Regions from separate parts of the Sus scrofa genome. Here regions 2 and 3 are each linked to region 1. The links are chromatin contacts, called in public Hi-C maps. All regions are on one chromosome and are shown on one strand. Each heading gives the region's core, a stretch centred on a gene start, on an enhancer-like site or on the middle of the called end of the contact. The rest is flanking DNA. Distances are from core to core; before and after follow the strand shown.

Evidence for each region. A called contact is a pair of places that touch in the nucleus more often than the background predicts.
Region 2: a Hi-C map of liver shows a contact between it and region 1, with 10 times the contacts expected there. The contact joins two enhancer-like sites. A contact is called at or near these places in 3 of 47 Hi-C or Micro-C datasets (all in liver) and 1 of 2 datasets of contacts at active chromatin or transcription factors (alveolar macrophages).
Region 3: a contact with region 1 is called in a Hi-C map of liver, with 4 times the contacts expected there. The contact joins two enhancer-like sites. A contact is called at or near these places in 1 of 47 Hi-C or Micro-C datasets (liver) and 1 of 2 datasets of contacts at active chromatin or transcription factors (alveolar macrophages).

Annotation. Positions count from the first base shown.
Region 1 is chr7:95,128,869-95,133,786 of Sscrofa11.1, reverse strand. All of the region lies in intron 20 of SIPA1L1 (signal-induced proliferation-associated 1-like protein 1), which reads right to left. Among named protein-coding and RNA genes, the nearest start is that of RGS6, 230 kb to the left of the region's middle. Within about 2 kb of position 2,301, at least 4 of the 83 cell types and tissues checked have an H3K27ac peak or open chromatin away from gene starts, as enhancers often do. A contact at or near this core is called in liver, where this site is marked.
Region 2 is chr7:94,673,100-94,678,017 of Sscrofa11.1, reverse strand. No RefSeq gene overlaps it. Among named protein-coding and RNA genes, the nearest start is that of SIPA1L1, 110 kb to the left of the region's middle. Within about 2 kb of position 2,482, at least 25 of the 83 cell types and tissues checked have an H3K27ac peak or open chromatin away from gene starts, as enhancers often do. A contact at or near this core is called in liver, where this site is marked.
Region 3 is chr7:94,855,423-94,860,340 of Sscrofa11.1, reverse strand. The region is part of intron 3 of SIPA1L1 (signal-induced proliferation-associated 1-like protein 1); the gene reads right to left. Among named protein-coding and RNA genes, the nearest start is that of SIPA1L1, 68 kb to the right of the region's middle. Within about 2 kb of position 2,095, at least 22 of the 83 cell types and tissues checked have an H3K27ac peak or open chromatin away from gene starts, as enhancers often do. A contact at or near this core is called in liver, where this site is marked.

The DNA.
Region 1 (4,918 bases), core at 1,052-3,551:
TGCTTCCATGTCTTGGCTATTGTAAATAGTGCTGCAGTGAACCCTGAGGTACACAGGACATGAATTTAAAAAGGAAGACAGGACACACACATACATATGCATGATTCATCCTATGAAAAGAGGATGAATCATGGCTCAGAGGCAACGAACCTAATATCCATGAGGATGAGGATAATCCCTGGCCTTGCTCACAGGGCTGAGGATCTGGCATTGTGGTGAGCTGTGGTGCAGGTTGCAGATGCGGCTCAGCTCTGGCGTTGCTGTGGCTGTTGTGTGGGCCAGCAGCGGCAGCTCTGATTCGACCCTTAGCCTGGGAACTTCTATATGTCGCAGGCCCAACACTAACAAACAAACAAACAAACAAACAAAAAAAAAAAAAAAAAAAAAAGAGAAGAGGCAATGGGGCATCTGAGAATCTGGGATGATCTGAATCTGTCCAAAGGACTCCTCCTGACCTGTTGCTCAAATGAAACCATGAACCAAATGCGCTGCTAACTGGTTATTTTACATTCCTGAGCATGGGAAAAACTTTATAGGAGAAGATTCTAGATGACCAGTCTCCAAAAAGGGCGGTAGTCACAACAGGTGTGACACTGTAGAAGAGGAGCTAAATCTGCTTGTCAAACCTGCAAAGGGACAACCCCACGGGGCAGGCAGCTGATCGTTAGGAGTCAAAGCCCAGTTGCCAAAGCTATGAGGGCCTGGGAAACCGTTCTGCAATTTCTGTATCATCCATGAGGTCAGCATCTTTTATGGAAAACATCTGCCAGCCATGTTCTGGGCTGCTAAGAGCTACTGGAGGAAACACTCAGAGTCACCTGCTATTCAGGTACGGCACAGAAGGACAGATTTTAGATAGACTGGGATGGTATTTTCAGGGGGTGAGAGAGCAGCAGTCAGTCACCTGTCAAATGGCTGTGCCAAAATCTGTGCAAAGGCTGAATGCTGGCTTGATACCAAGGGGAGAGAGGGCACTGGTTGGGTTTCCTGTGATTATTTGTACAGATAGCAAATGAGCCTCTGGGTGACAGATACTGTGGAGGATAATGATTAAGAAGGACTCCTCCCACTGTATTCAGCATGAGCCAATTCTGTCCAGTATTGGCTCTACAATTTAGGAGACACTAACTAATTCTAAAGGACCCAGGGTGGGGGGAGGGGGGAGAGGTGAGGTAGGAATGATAAAGCTGGCAAAGGGGCTATCCAAGTGACTGCATTAAACACAACTATTCACTTATAAGAGGGAGATATTTAATACATACAAGGGCACACTAATACATACAGCATCAGGACATGAATGGCTAGGCCTCCCAGCAGAAGGGACCTCAGGGGTCATTGTGGACCTCAAGCTGAATCAGTCTGATCTAGTTAACTGTCAGCTACCAAGATAACAATGAATGTTATCATCCTATGAGGCACAGCTAAAAGAGTGTCATGTCTAGATGTGGCATTTTAAAAGGATTAAAAAAACAAAGCAGGAAACTAGAGAAGCCAAGTTTCTTGGGAGATACAAGTTTGTTGAAGGAAAAGTAACTAAATAACCACACGAAGTGACAGAGAACTTAAAAGAGGAAATCACAGAAACCTTTTAGTCCTAAAAGGACCTTTACAGTTTGTAATACATTTCATAACTTTTTTTTTTTTTCTCAATGAATACACACAAAACAACTATTTAGTCATTAGTCAGGTATCCTTCGATCACAGATAAGGGACAAGCTTGGTGAAATGACGGGACAGGCCAAAGGCCACATGGCTGGTCAACAGTAGAACTGACACTTGACCTTGGATCTTAGGATCCAAATCTATTTTCCCTACATTTCACTCTTGTCATGCCTGGAAGTTTAGGGCTGTTACTATATAATTATGTTCAAATTGCCTCTTGTTGGTATCTATAGATTTCGGAACCTTAGAATTCAAAAACTTCAGTCTTTAGAAAAGATTTAGCTCAGAAAAAACACTTACTCTCTCTTACTTATAGATGAAAGCTGCAGTTAGAGGAATTTCAGATAAGCAGATATGGGACAAAATTTTGAAGAGGGTGGGGACTTAGGTATTGAGATTACTCAGCAAGACTATGGAATCTATCTTCTTGAGGATATTCTTTCTTTTCTTTTAGCAACTGTGAACGTTTTCATCTTAATAGCGTAATAGCATGGTTTAAATATGACAAGGAATTCTGTCCTTGCAGAATTCCTGTTGGTCTCCTGATATAATGGCATTTGGAGAACTTGGGCTTTCCTGTCGCCTGGATGAATGCATTGGTTGCTTCACAGAACCAAGTAATGATAAACTTTTTGTTGGTGAGCTCTGCATTGAGCAATCTGACAGCTGTGGCCCAACAGAGCTCTTATTTTCTCAGTGTTGAAACTTCAACCATAGTTGTTCTGTTTTCCAGTCTTTGAGGTGAGCTGAACATCACCAAAGTTCTGGGTAAAATAATCACCCCTTTTCTTAAGGCGGAAGAAATGGAAATGGGGCCAAGATAGCTCCAGCCAGATGAGCTGGAGGTTTGCAGTATAAAAGCAAAATAAAACAGAACCCTGAATGTTCACGGTGTGCAGGACCACAAAGCAAAATTACCCATGAAAATGATTCATAAAGACGTGACAAGCGGAGCCAAGCACAGGTTGGTGAGAAGTCCAGGGAGTGTTAGAAGCTTCACTTTAAAGTCTGAATTAGTTCATAAAACTGAGAAAATTAACAGTTTCACCCTAAGAAGAAAATGTGGAAGAGAGGCAATTAATTGTTAATAATTTAAAAAGATGCCAGGCAGAAGAGATTTAAGAGAGAAACAGAGAAAGACAATGGAACAGTTTCTAAACAAAGAAGGAAGGTATATTTTTCACCCAGGGTGCCAAAAAGGGCAGAGAACAAAATTTAAACTCACAAGTTTTAACCCACACACAGAGGCACTCAAGCGTAGACAGTCCAGTATGCTAAAGGAGCCCGAGGCATCCTTTATGATCCATGTAAGCAGAACACAAGAAGTCCTTCTTTACTCCTGGCTCTCAAGAAACATACAGCTTTCTTGGCATGAAAAGTTAACTTACTAGGTCAACTAGAAAAAGCACATTCATGAAATGGAACGCTGGGCAGGCATCTTTCCTGGCCTTTAATCACCCTCTGTAGTGAATGTTAGACACTGAGCAACTTAAATCCAGATACTGATTGATGTTTGTATATAAGCTCTGAGAAAGTCTTTCCCTGTTATATTCTGCAGATTTATAAAACCCCACATGGAAGAGACTTTATTGAGGACTCATGTCATACAAGGATTTTATGTACACTCTTATACATACACTTAGATATAAAAGCACTTTGCTCTGTGCAGCAAATATGGACACATCTACACAATAATTTTGAAATTAGTTTCAAAGTTTTCTTTCTTTCTTTCTTTCTTTTTTTTTTTTTAGGGCCACACCCATGGTATATGGAAGTTTCCAGGCTAGGGGCCCATGCCACAGCCACAGCAACACCAGATCTGGACTGCGTCTGCAACCGACACTGCAGCTCACAGCAATACTGGATCCTTAACCCACTGAGTGAGGCCAGGGATCAAACCCACATCCTCATGGATACTATTTGGGATTGTTACCACTGAGCCATGATGGGAAATCCTTAAGTGTAGTTTTCTTTTTTTTTTTTTTTTTTTTTTGTCTTTTGTCTTTTGTTGTTGTTGTTGCTATTTCTTGGGCCGCTCCCGCGGCATATGGAGGTTCCCAGGCTAGGGGTTGAATCGGAGCTGTAGCCACCGGCCTACGCCAGAGCCACAGCAATGCGGGATCCGAGCCGCGTCTGCAACCTACACCACAGCTCACGGCAACGCCGGATCGTTAACCCACTGAGCAAGGGCAGGGACCGAACCCGCAACCTCATGGTTCCTAGTCGGATTCGTTAACCACTGCGCCACGACGGGAACTCCAAGTGTAGTTTTCTAGAGGAGTCAGGAGTTGAGGATTTATGCAATTTTCAAACTGGTTTATTAGGAGGAGGTAAGCCATTAGACAGAAAGCGGGAACATGAAGGAAGAAGTTATTCCTATTTGTTCTCCACAATGTACTGAGCACCTGTAATGTGGGCTATGGCGCTCCAGTCTGTTATGCCCATGGTGGCACATACTACGCACAGGTGCTCAGGATGAACACACTGGGTGAGAAAAAATCCTCTTGCACTGGAGGGCAGGAAAAGTGTGTATGTGCTCACATCAGTGGGTACTAATTGGCACCAGGCTCTAAAGGGGCCTCCAGGAAGCAAGAAGCAGCAGCAGAAGGGTGGTAACAGGAGTGGGTACAGAAGTCTGGGAGCTCGAACAGGTCAGGTGAGGATGCTGCAGAAGTGATGTGTGTGTGTAAGCAGGGCTCGTAGCTTTATAATGCATGGTCTGAATCTGGTTCTATCAGCAATGCCACTGGGCAGCACTTCCGTATACTGAGAAAGGCTTTGGTCACCACGCAAACTGGCACCGCCTACTTCCCAGGCCAGAACTCGAAGGAAAAAAAAAAAAAAAATGAACCCAACTGGTAAGAGTATGTTAAAATTGGATGTGTGTACATATATAACAGAATCACTTTTTTTGTACAGCAAAATGATCGCAACCTTGTAAATCACCTATACTTCAATAAAACTTAAAAAAAAAATGAAGAAACATTGGAAGTATCTTCACCTCTCCATGCTCACCACAAATCAATTTTTTGAGTGGTTTAAGACCTGAAAGTGAAACAGCTATCGCCAAATAAATAAGTAAATGAAATATAGATAAAATCTCTCCCTGAACTTCCAAGCTTCACAGGAAAATATGTATATATTCTGGGGCGTAACACTTGAGAGCAATGAATAGACTTTTTAATTGTAGAAAGCTTTTAGTGTGTGTGGCTCCTCTTAATGACATCCGAACATAAAAACCCTATGTAATTACTAA
Region 2 (4,918 bases), core at 1,233-3,732, 460 kb after region 1:
AGCTCTGACTGAGCCCCCCAGGCACTGTGCTAAACTCCAAGATGACAGCAGTGAGCTACTCCGAAGCACGCCTGCCCTCTGTGTGTCTTTCCTGCTGGGGAAGATGGGTTTTAATGACAAAACATAATATAAGCAAGAAAGACAGAGGCAGGGCTCCTGCATTGCACAACTCTAGGGTGCAGACTCCCATGGAACACCATGGGAGTGGTGCCCCAGACTGTACAGGGCTGTGGCCCTGGTGTCACTACATCCCAAGGTCTGGCTTGGTCCCAAATGCGTGGCAAGCTTGCTGTAAAGATTTGTTAAAGAGAGGTAAAATGGATAGATAAAGATCTTCCTCAGGGTGGGAATAACTTTTTTTCCCTCTTTTTGGGGGGCCACACCTGCAATATATGGAAGTTCCCAGGCTAGGGGTTGAATTGGAGCTGCAGCTGCTGGCCTACACCACAGCCACAGCAATGTGGGATCCGAGCTGCGTCTGTGACCTACACTGTAGCTCATAGCAACTCACAACATGGGATCCTTCACTCACTGATTGAGGCCGGGGATCAAAACCACATGCTCATGGATACTAGTCAGGTTTGTAACCCACTGAGCCATGACAAGAATTCCGACAGCTTTTAATGTCTGGTTGTACCCATTTTTCTCTCCTTTCTGCACATACTTTCTGGCCCCATGATTAAATCGGCCCAGGGCAATGCCAGCAGAGCCCAATTTCACTTCCAGGGGCAGAGTTGGTGGTAGGGGTGGGGGGAGCCTGACTTCCTCCAGCTTTTTCTTTTTCTGCTGCGGTGACCAAGGCAGCAGTAGGATGATGGATTCTATCACCCTGAGCCCCTGAGTGATTCTGTGGAGCTGAGCAGAGCAGTGGCTCATTGGATAAGGAGCATTTGTAAGATAAGCCTTTGTCATGTGAGGCCACTGAGACTTCGAGGTTGCTTGATACCTTGGCAGAGACTGATGCTCTCTCCTTTCTGGGAGTTGGGTCAGGGGGCTCTTTGATGGACTCAGCACACAGGGGATAAGTAAATGTTATTAAAAAACTGTTAGGAGTTCCCACTGTGGCTCGGTGGTAATGAGGCTAACTAGTATCCATGAGGATGCAGGTTCAATCCCTGGCCTCGTTCAGTGGGTTAGGATCCAGCGTTGCTGTGAGCTGTGGTGTAGATTGCAGATGTGGCTGGGATCTGGTGGTGTCGTGGCTGTGGTGTAGGCTGGCAGCTGCAGCTCTGATTCGACCCTCAGCCTAGGAACTCCCATATGCTGCAGGTGTGGCCCTCAAAAGCAAAAATCAATCAATCTTTCAAAAAGAACTGATTGAGCAAAGAGGAATGTGTATGGATTAATAAGAATTATCAGCGCCTTTTCCCTCTGCTGGAATCCCTCTGCTTTTAGGAAACGTATTCTGTGGGCCCTAGGCCCTGGCCACAATGGCTGGTGGCTTTGTGGCTGGCTCATTTCCAGCAGGTGGCTTTCTTTTTCCCCCCAAGGCCCTCTCTGGGGTAGGTGAGGTAGTGTTGCCCTTTCCACATAGGAAAAAACACACACCAGCTTCTTTCCCTGTGATGCAAACAATGGGGAGGAAGGACATAATTGAGGAAAACCCCAGGCCCCAGAGCTGGAGCAGTTGGGGCCTTTACCTACCCAAGCCCCCTGTGTGGCTGACACACAACAGAGAAACACTGGTAGCTGTGCCGTGGGCACAGACAGGGGTATGGACCGAAACACTCTTTCCCCACTGCTACAGATCCACTTCCTTAGGCCAGGGTTTCTCAAACCCCAGCGAGTATCCGCGTCGCGATGAGCGCTTGAGCAAACACAAACGGTCAGCCCCATTCCCAGAGTCTGTGACGCAGTGTCTGGGGTGGGGCCTGAGAACCTGCACTTCTAACAAACTCCCTGGTGATTCGGATGCTGCTGGTCCGGGGACTGTATTTTGAGAAACTGGGGCCTTAGACTGATGTTTGACCTCTCGAAATCAAGGATAAATGAAATGCCCTTAAGATTAGCCCTACAACCTGCCTTCCACTTTACTGTTACAGAACAAACTCAATTTTTTTTCAGATTACCCAGATCAGAAGGGGGGAAGGGTGAAGGGGAGGAGAAGGCCTGGGAAAGAACCCACTTTAAGAACTGCTGTCCAGAGGGAAAAGCTGATGGGTGTCGCAAAGGCAGGTCCTGGAATGAGAGCCAGAAGGAACCCAGGTGCTAAGGTGGCCGAGGAAAGACAGGTTTGAGCACTGATCATGGAATAGTGAAAAGACCTTTGGACTTGGAGCCCAAAAACCTGCATTCACTCCCATAAGGCCTTGCAGCTGCTGGCCACAGCCAAGATAAGGCGTTTTGAAGTCAGTCAAAGCAGATCCAACAGTCCTCGTGGGCAGAGCCTGCCAGGTTTCTGGGTGGGTAAGGCCAGTCCAGGGCCCTATGCCCAGTGTACTTTGTACTGGGCCTGTGACCCAGGGCAGTGAGCCACCACCAGACACTGCGGAGTGCTCCAGCATCCTCCTGCTGATTTACCCATGCTCCCGGCAGGGTTGTGCTGTGCCAAGGGTTAGCGTGGGTGGTGGTGACTCACCCAGCCTCGTGGGGAAGCAGATGTGCCAGTGCAACCAGCGCTGCCACGGAAACGGGCTAAATCAATTCCAGATCCCTGTAGGGGCAGAGAACAAGCTGCATACTGCCAGGGGCCGCTTTGGTGGTGTTCTGGGTTCAGACGCCAAACCGGGAGCACAGCCCAAGCAGTGCTGGCCATGGAGCTGGCCAGGGAGCCAAGGCGGCTTCAGCAGCAACAGAAGCTGATGCAACGACTAGAGCATGTGACAGAGGGGTAGGAGTTGCGGGGATGGGGGCATGGGACCCTTGGGCATTAGATGGACCAGTTCATGCAGACCCTCCTCCTAAAAATGTTGGGGATACCTGTGCTTATTGGGGGGGCAGGGAGAAGAGATGAAAAGCTGACTCTTGACTCTCTTCCTGCTCTCCGATTTGGAAAGACCTAATCCCTATGAAGTTGCTCCCTCGCCAGACGATGTGACCAGAAATATACCCCCCAAGAAAAGGAGGAAACTGAGGCCAAGGACCAGAACAAAGCCCCATAGCTTTCAGAGGCACAGTCAGGCTGGGCTCCTGAAATCCTGAGCACTAGTCTGTATGATTTCCCACCAGACATGGGATCCCAAGGAAAGAGGCTGATGGGTCTGGGGGAATTTGCCTTGCCTTAAACAGCTGCTCTCTGGACCAGTGGGCGGTACCATTAATAACATACCCTGCTCTTCCTGAGATCAAGTGAGTCTTTGGCCAGCTTCCCCCACCTTCATCAAGTCCAAAGGCAGGAGGAATGTCCACTGGCTCCACCAACCACACAGTGGAAATCCCAAGAGTTTCCAGGTTCTCTCAAACTCCTTCTACATCCACCGAAATGAAGAAGCTCACATTTCAAAGGGATATTACAGCCCAGGGTTGAGGCCCTCTAGACCTGCAAGACTTCCATCAGGCTAGACCTGGCTAGAGTAGTTCCCAGAACAGAAGGCTCTCTGCTGGATTAGGGAATCTCTAGAAGGGACTTCGGTTAAAGGAAATTTCTTCCTGATTTTGACCTAAAATCTTCCCCCTTGTGACTTACACCCACGTGGTTCTGTTCTCTGGTCTTTGAAGGAAAAATCTCATCAATCATCAAATTGGTCTCACAGTAGCCAGAGGAGGGGAGGAGGGGATTATTGACCTCTTTTTACTTTATTGATTTTATTATTTTTTTGTCTTTTGTCTTTTTAGGGCCTCACCCATGGCGTATGGAGATTCCAAGGCTAGAAGCTGGAATAGAGCTAGCTAATAGATTCCAAATCAGAGCTATAGCTGCTGGCCTACACCACAGCCGCAGCAACATGGGATCCAAGCCACATCTGCAACCTACACCCCAGCTCACAGCAATGCCAGGTCCTCAACCCACTGAGCGAGGCCAGGGATCAAACCTGGGTCCTCATGGATGCTAGTCGGATTCGTTAACCACTAAGCCATGACGGGAACTCCTCTTCTTCTGGCTTATGGCTTCTTTTTAGAGAAAGTGGGTGCCTGGGAGGCCAAGGGGCTTTGGAAAAACAACAGGTGGAACTAGAAGTAGAGCCCAAACACCTTAATTTCCCCAGCCAGGTCTCCTGCCGTTACTCTGCCTTTCTTAATCCTTGCCCATTACTGTTGAGTGCCTACTGTGTGCACCTGGAGCACCAGGTGAGTGTGGAAGCCATGGAACACCTGGACCCTGTCTCCGGAGAGCCATGGATTCCAGCTCACGACGCACACGGTGTTCAAAGCACCAGCTCAGCACATACACTGACACACACACACACATACAAGAATCAAAGCACTTGTTCAGCCAGCAGACCAGGTAGCCTCATCGTCACCCCACAAGTTCAGCCTAGAATATCAGGCATCTTCTTTACTTTCAGCTGCTCCCCCCAACAGGTAGGAAAGGGAAAATGTAGAAAAGATGTTTTAACCACAGAAGAAAAGGCCTGAAGAGGAGTTTGAAAAGGCTGGCCATCAACACTGGGCCTGGAGAGACGGCACAGAGAGCTCGTGGGGGTGGGGGTGGAAGCGATGCTCACCAGTGCCAGAGCTTAGTCGGGCAGCAGCAGAGAAGTAGGGAAGCAGGGCCGGGTGACCCCAGAACTGCAAACCAGAACCGCCAGGGCCTGGTCTCAACAGAGGCAGGCTCCAGAGACTTCCTAGCACCTGGATAATTGGGCCGGGCTCCACCTCCCCCTACCCCCACCCCATATGCTTTCATCTTTCTTAAAGGCACAGTGCCCTCCCACTCCTGGGCATCTATCCAGAGAAAACCACGACTCGAAAAGACACACACACTCCAATGTTCATTGTAGCACTATACACAACAGCCAAGACATGGAAACAACCTCAA
Region 3 (4,918 bases), core at 846-3,345, 270 kb after region 1:
CTTGCAGTGTGGAGGCCACACTTGTACCAGGAAGCTTTCTGAAGACAGTAACACCGCCCTAGAAATCCACCACCTGTGAACAAAATTCACTTATTACACTAGAAAATTCCTGTCTGCTTGGAAATATATTTCTCACTGCATATTAATGACTGATTTTCCGGTAGACAGCAACGTTCAAAAATTTGTTTAAGCATATCAGATTTTCCAGAGACTGATAGCCCTAGATAACCAGAATAACCTCGAATAACGAAGCTCTTTTTAAAGCAGTTCTGTAAGCATGAGTATGGTCTGATAGCATCTTATAAATCAGCTTTTGCACACTATGAGCTCCACACCACATTAGAACACAATCTGGGAACTCCTGTTGAGGCTCAGCAGGTTAAGAACCTGACTAGCATCCATGAGAATGTGGGTTCAATCCCTGGCCTCACTCAGTGGGTTAAGGATCCAGCATTGCCGTGAGCTGTGGCACAGGTTGCAGACAGGGCTGAGATCTGCCGCTGCTGTGGCTGTGGTGAAGGCCAGCAGCTGCAGCTCTGATTTGACCCCTAGCGAGGGACTCCAAATGCCAGGGGGTGCAGTCCTAACAAGACCAAAAAAAGTGTGCTCTACCTGCTCGTAGTGTATATCCAATTTAATTGGTAACATTTCTCATTACAGATTTCCTTCATTAATGGATGCTGGTATCTTTCTATAAATGCCTATCACTTGTTTACCATAATCACCCCCAAAAAAGATGATTTTCAATTTTGTTCACCTCATTTTACCCTTTTTCAGTCCTGATTAAGATGTGGTTCTTCTTGAAAATGTGGTTACAACAGCTTGACGACTCTTAGAGTTTAAAAAGAGGGTCACCCAAAACACAAAGTGGTCTTGGGGAAAAGAAACACCTCACCAAATAATGGCATCCCCTGTACTGGCATCTTTAGCAAAGAACTCAAGAAAATTACACGCCTGCACTTCTCAAGGTTTTAATCAATCAAAACTTCAACTCTTTATCTCAGGGACCTTAAGTGCCAACCACAATAAGACTTCAATATGGTAAAGCAAATGAGAATTATATTCATTCATTCAAAAATCACTGAATACCTAGGATATGCCATTTATCGAGGGCCTTTCTGGCACTGAAAAGTCAAAAAGAATACACGGTCACCGTCTTCAAGGACTTTACAGTCTAGAGGAGCAAGCTACACAACGAAATTAAAAAATCTCAGACATACCATATCAGAGGTATGTGCTATAACGTAACTAATTCTAGGAAGCCAGAGAAATGCCATAGAGGCTAACTTTTAAATTGGTCATAAAAAAAGAAATAAAACAGAATTTATTCAGCAGAGAGAAAGTGTTTAAGGAAAAGATAAAGTGTATTAAAAAAAGAAAAGGGGAGTTTCCATCATGGCGCAGCGGAAACCAACTAGTATCTGGCTAGTATCCATGAGGATGCAGGTTCAGTCCCTGGCCTGGCTGTGTGGGTCCGTGATCTGGAGTTGCCGTGAGCTGTGTGGTGTAGGTCGCAGACCTGGCTTGGATCTCCTGTTGCTGTGGCTCTGGTGTAGGCCAGCAGCTACAGCTCCAATTGGACCCCTAGCCTGGGAACCTCCATATGCCACAAATGTGGCCCTAAAAAGCAAAAAAAAAAAGGAAAGCAAAAAAAAAAACAAAACAGAAAAGGGCAGCAAAGGACAAGAAGTCATGTTACACAAGGAATTTCTACATCACTTGGACAAAGGAACAAACAGGGTTCAGTGCTGCCGAGAGTGAGGAGCAGAGGAAGCAGGATGGCCTTTTGCCATGTGACGGCATTCAGGCTTCAGCCTATGGGTTCGGAGGAATTTCCTGAAGTATCCGTCCGAAGGAGTCAGTCCTCAGCTGGGTGTCACCGCTTTTCCTGAGGTCCTCAAGCCTCTGCGGCTTCCTCTTGCCAGGACGGTTGGGATGGGAGTGGTCACTGCGCAGGAAGAGGAGTGGACACAACCTCCACCCCTAAATTTACATTGGCTATACACCAGCCTCAGGGTCCTCTTGGTACCCAGCAGATACTGAATGAATTCAGATAATCTTACAAGCGTGGGATGTTGGAATGAAAAGGAAACCAGCAGAGCAGTTTCACTTCCCGTCAACTACCGGAATCCCTTCCACATACCCAGATAAAGGGCTACAAGATGGACAGCAGCTAAAAAGTCCTCCCTGTGTCCTCTTTCTCTTTGATCCAGGCATCACTGAAATCCTTTCTAAAATCTTCTCTGCCATGGGCCCCTCCTAGAATGTAGTCTGCTTGGCCAGAGCTGGGCACAGAGAACCCTGTGCCCTCTGGCCAGGGCAGAGCACCAGGCACACGAAGTTCTGAGAGAGGACAAGGTGACCCTTGGCTGCACCGACCTTTAGAGAAGCACAGGATCTGGATCACATTAAATCTATGGTCAGAAAAAACCCCACCTTGTCCTTATCCATTTGAACTGTTCTCATAAGCACCATTTTTCCTTCCCTCAAATGACATATCACAGTTTAAGTTAACATTTATTTGTGGGATTATCTGAGTAACGTCTGCATCTTCCCAGGCCATAAACTAAGGAAGCTAAATGCAGGTACAAAACTAGTTTTCGGTGTTTTGCTTCTTATTTCCTGTCCATTACCACTGTATTGTGAGGTCTTAACATAGACCCTTTTCCAAAGAAAGGGTTCAATAAATGTTAGATGAAGAATTAGATAGAGACAAAACATTAGGCAAATTAGGTAAGTATAATAGGAACGTTAAACTCAACATTCTGCGGAAGCCCAGTGGGGATTCTTTCAATTTCCTCTGTGAGTGAAGGAAAAAAGGCATCCAAGCCAATTTCTTAGTAGTGCTCGAACTAAATATTAAAAACAAGGAAAATATTTGGGCAACAAAACCACCAATGAAAATCATGCTTCTGAAGTTATTTATATGGGAAATTGCTTATAATAAATAATAAACAGGATACAAAACAATACATGCCCCTACTCGCAGACACACACACACAAACCTGAAAGGAAATAGTTTAAATGTTAACAGTAGCTATTGCTGGGTTGTGGGATTACTAGTGATCTTTATTTTCTTCTTTACACTTTTTTTTCTTTTTTTCTTTTTTTGTCTTTTTAGGGCCACAGCTGTGGCATACAGAAGTTCCAGGCTAGGATCAAATAGGAGCTGCAGATGCCGGCCTATATCACAGCCACAGCAACACCAGATCTGAGTCACATCTGCAACCTACACTGTGGCTTGCAGCAATGCTGGATCCTCAACCTGCTAAGCGAGGCCAGGGATCGAACCCGCATCCTCATGGTTACTAGTCAGGTTCTTAACCCACTGAGCCACACTGGGAACTTCTCTTTATACTTTTTTTAACACTCCCAAACTCTTTTAATTTTTGTTTATATATATTTTTTGGCCACACTTGTGGCATGCAGAAATTTCCAGGCCGGGAAAAATGCACACCACAGCAGTGACGATGCTAGATTCGTCACCACTAGCCTACTAGGAAACTCCATATACTTTATTATCGCTTCCAAATTTCCTATAATAAAGATCTTCACAATCTGGGAGGAAATGTTTAGATTTTATAACTCATTTGGACAAAAACACTGTAACATATTAAGTCTTCAGGCTTAATGAAAAAAAGGTTGCCAGACTGTTTTGGCAATGTCATACTTGATGTGAACAAGGTAAAGCAGAAGGAAGGCTAGATAAGGAACTTCAGTCCCCAAGAAGTATTACCAATAATCCACCTCGACCACCCCCAATTACACTTATTGTCTAATGTATTTTATTGAGTCTTGACAACTGGTGTGGAAGGACTTAAATTTGCAAGTAATATTACAAATCAGAAGCTAGCATTCGTGACCTTTGGGCCACAGAACATTGGTGCTGTTCCTTCCACACTTTCGACTGGGCCTTCCAACAGTGTGTCGACACCACCACACTGTCTATCAACTGAGGGGTAGAAGGGCTTCTGATAACATATCTCAGTTAAACATTAAGAACATAAACAAAGGTCCTTATTTGAATTAATAGATACCTTCATCAACGGTTAAGTTAAAAGGAATGCCACAAAATACTACTCTTTACTAAGTAAAAGAAGGAAACTACAGGAAGCCTTCTGAAACATGAGGCATCGCGCTTGTCCCCTGCAATCCACTTAAAATCTGAAATGGGAGTTTCAAGTACCCTTCTGCACCTCAGGCTACACAGAACTTAAAGCAGCGATGGGGAAAACTACCACTGGAAACAGACGTCAGATGTCCTACAAATAGCACCATCTTCAAAGCAGTCCAACTAAAAGCAAAAGGTCCTCTGAGCCGTGGTCGTCAGTCACGCCCCTTCCTTACTCCAACACAGGCGAAAGGGAAACATACAAACCAGGAAGAGGCACAGTCTCCAGATAGTTTAAACCTATACAGAGCCCACCGAGCCATCTCAGAAAGACCCCCTATACAACCCAACCCTTTCCGTCCCCTGACAGCCTATAGCTGGCCCTCTTCTTTCCAGCTGCCACCGCCTACCCACCTGCTCAGAGTCTGTTTGCTGCTTGCAGAGGGGCTGGCCCTACTTCATCCTTTCCCATCCCAGAAACCAGCCAGCCAGCCTTCCCAAATACTCTGAAGACTCATAAGAAATAACTACTAATAAACATGTGAAATGATAAAAAAAAAAAAAAAAAAGGACGCCCCTACATTACAGATTCAAGAAAGCTCTTCAATGAGAAATTAAAATCCTGGCAGAAATTAAAATCCTGGTCATACCAGGGAGACTTGGATATAAAGCAGATGGGGTTGGGGCAGCTAAAGCGCCTCAGGGGATTCTGATGTCCAGCCGGTGCTGGGCGCTGCTGTCCCAGACCCTCAGATGCCTGTCATCCACGTACTTGAGCATCATCAGGACCCCACCACTTCTGCAGGG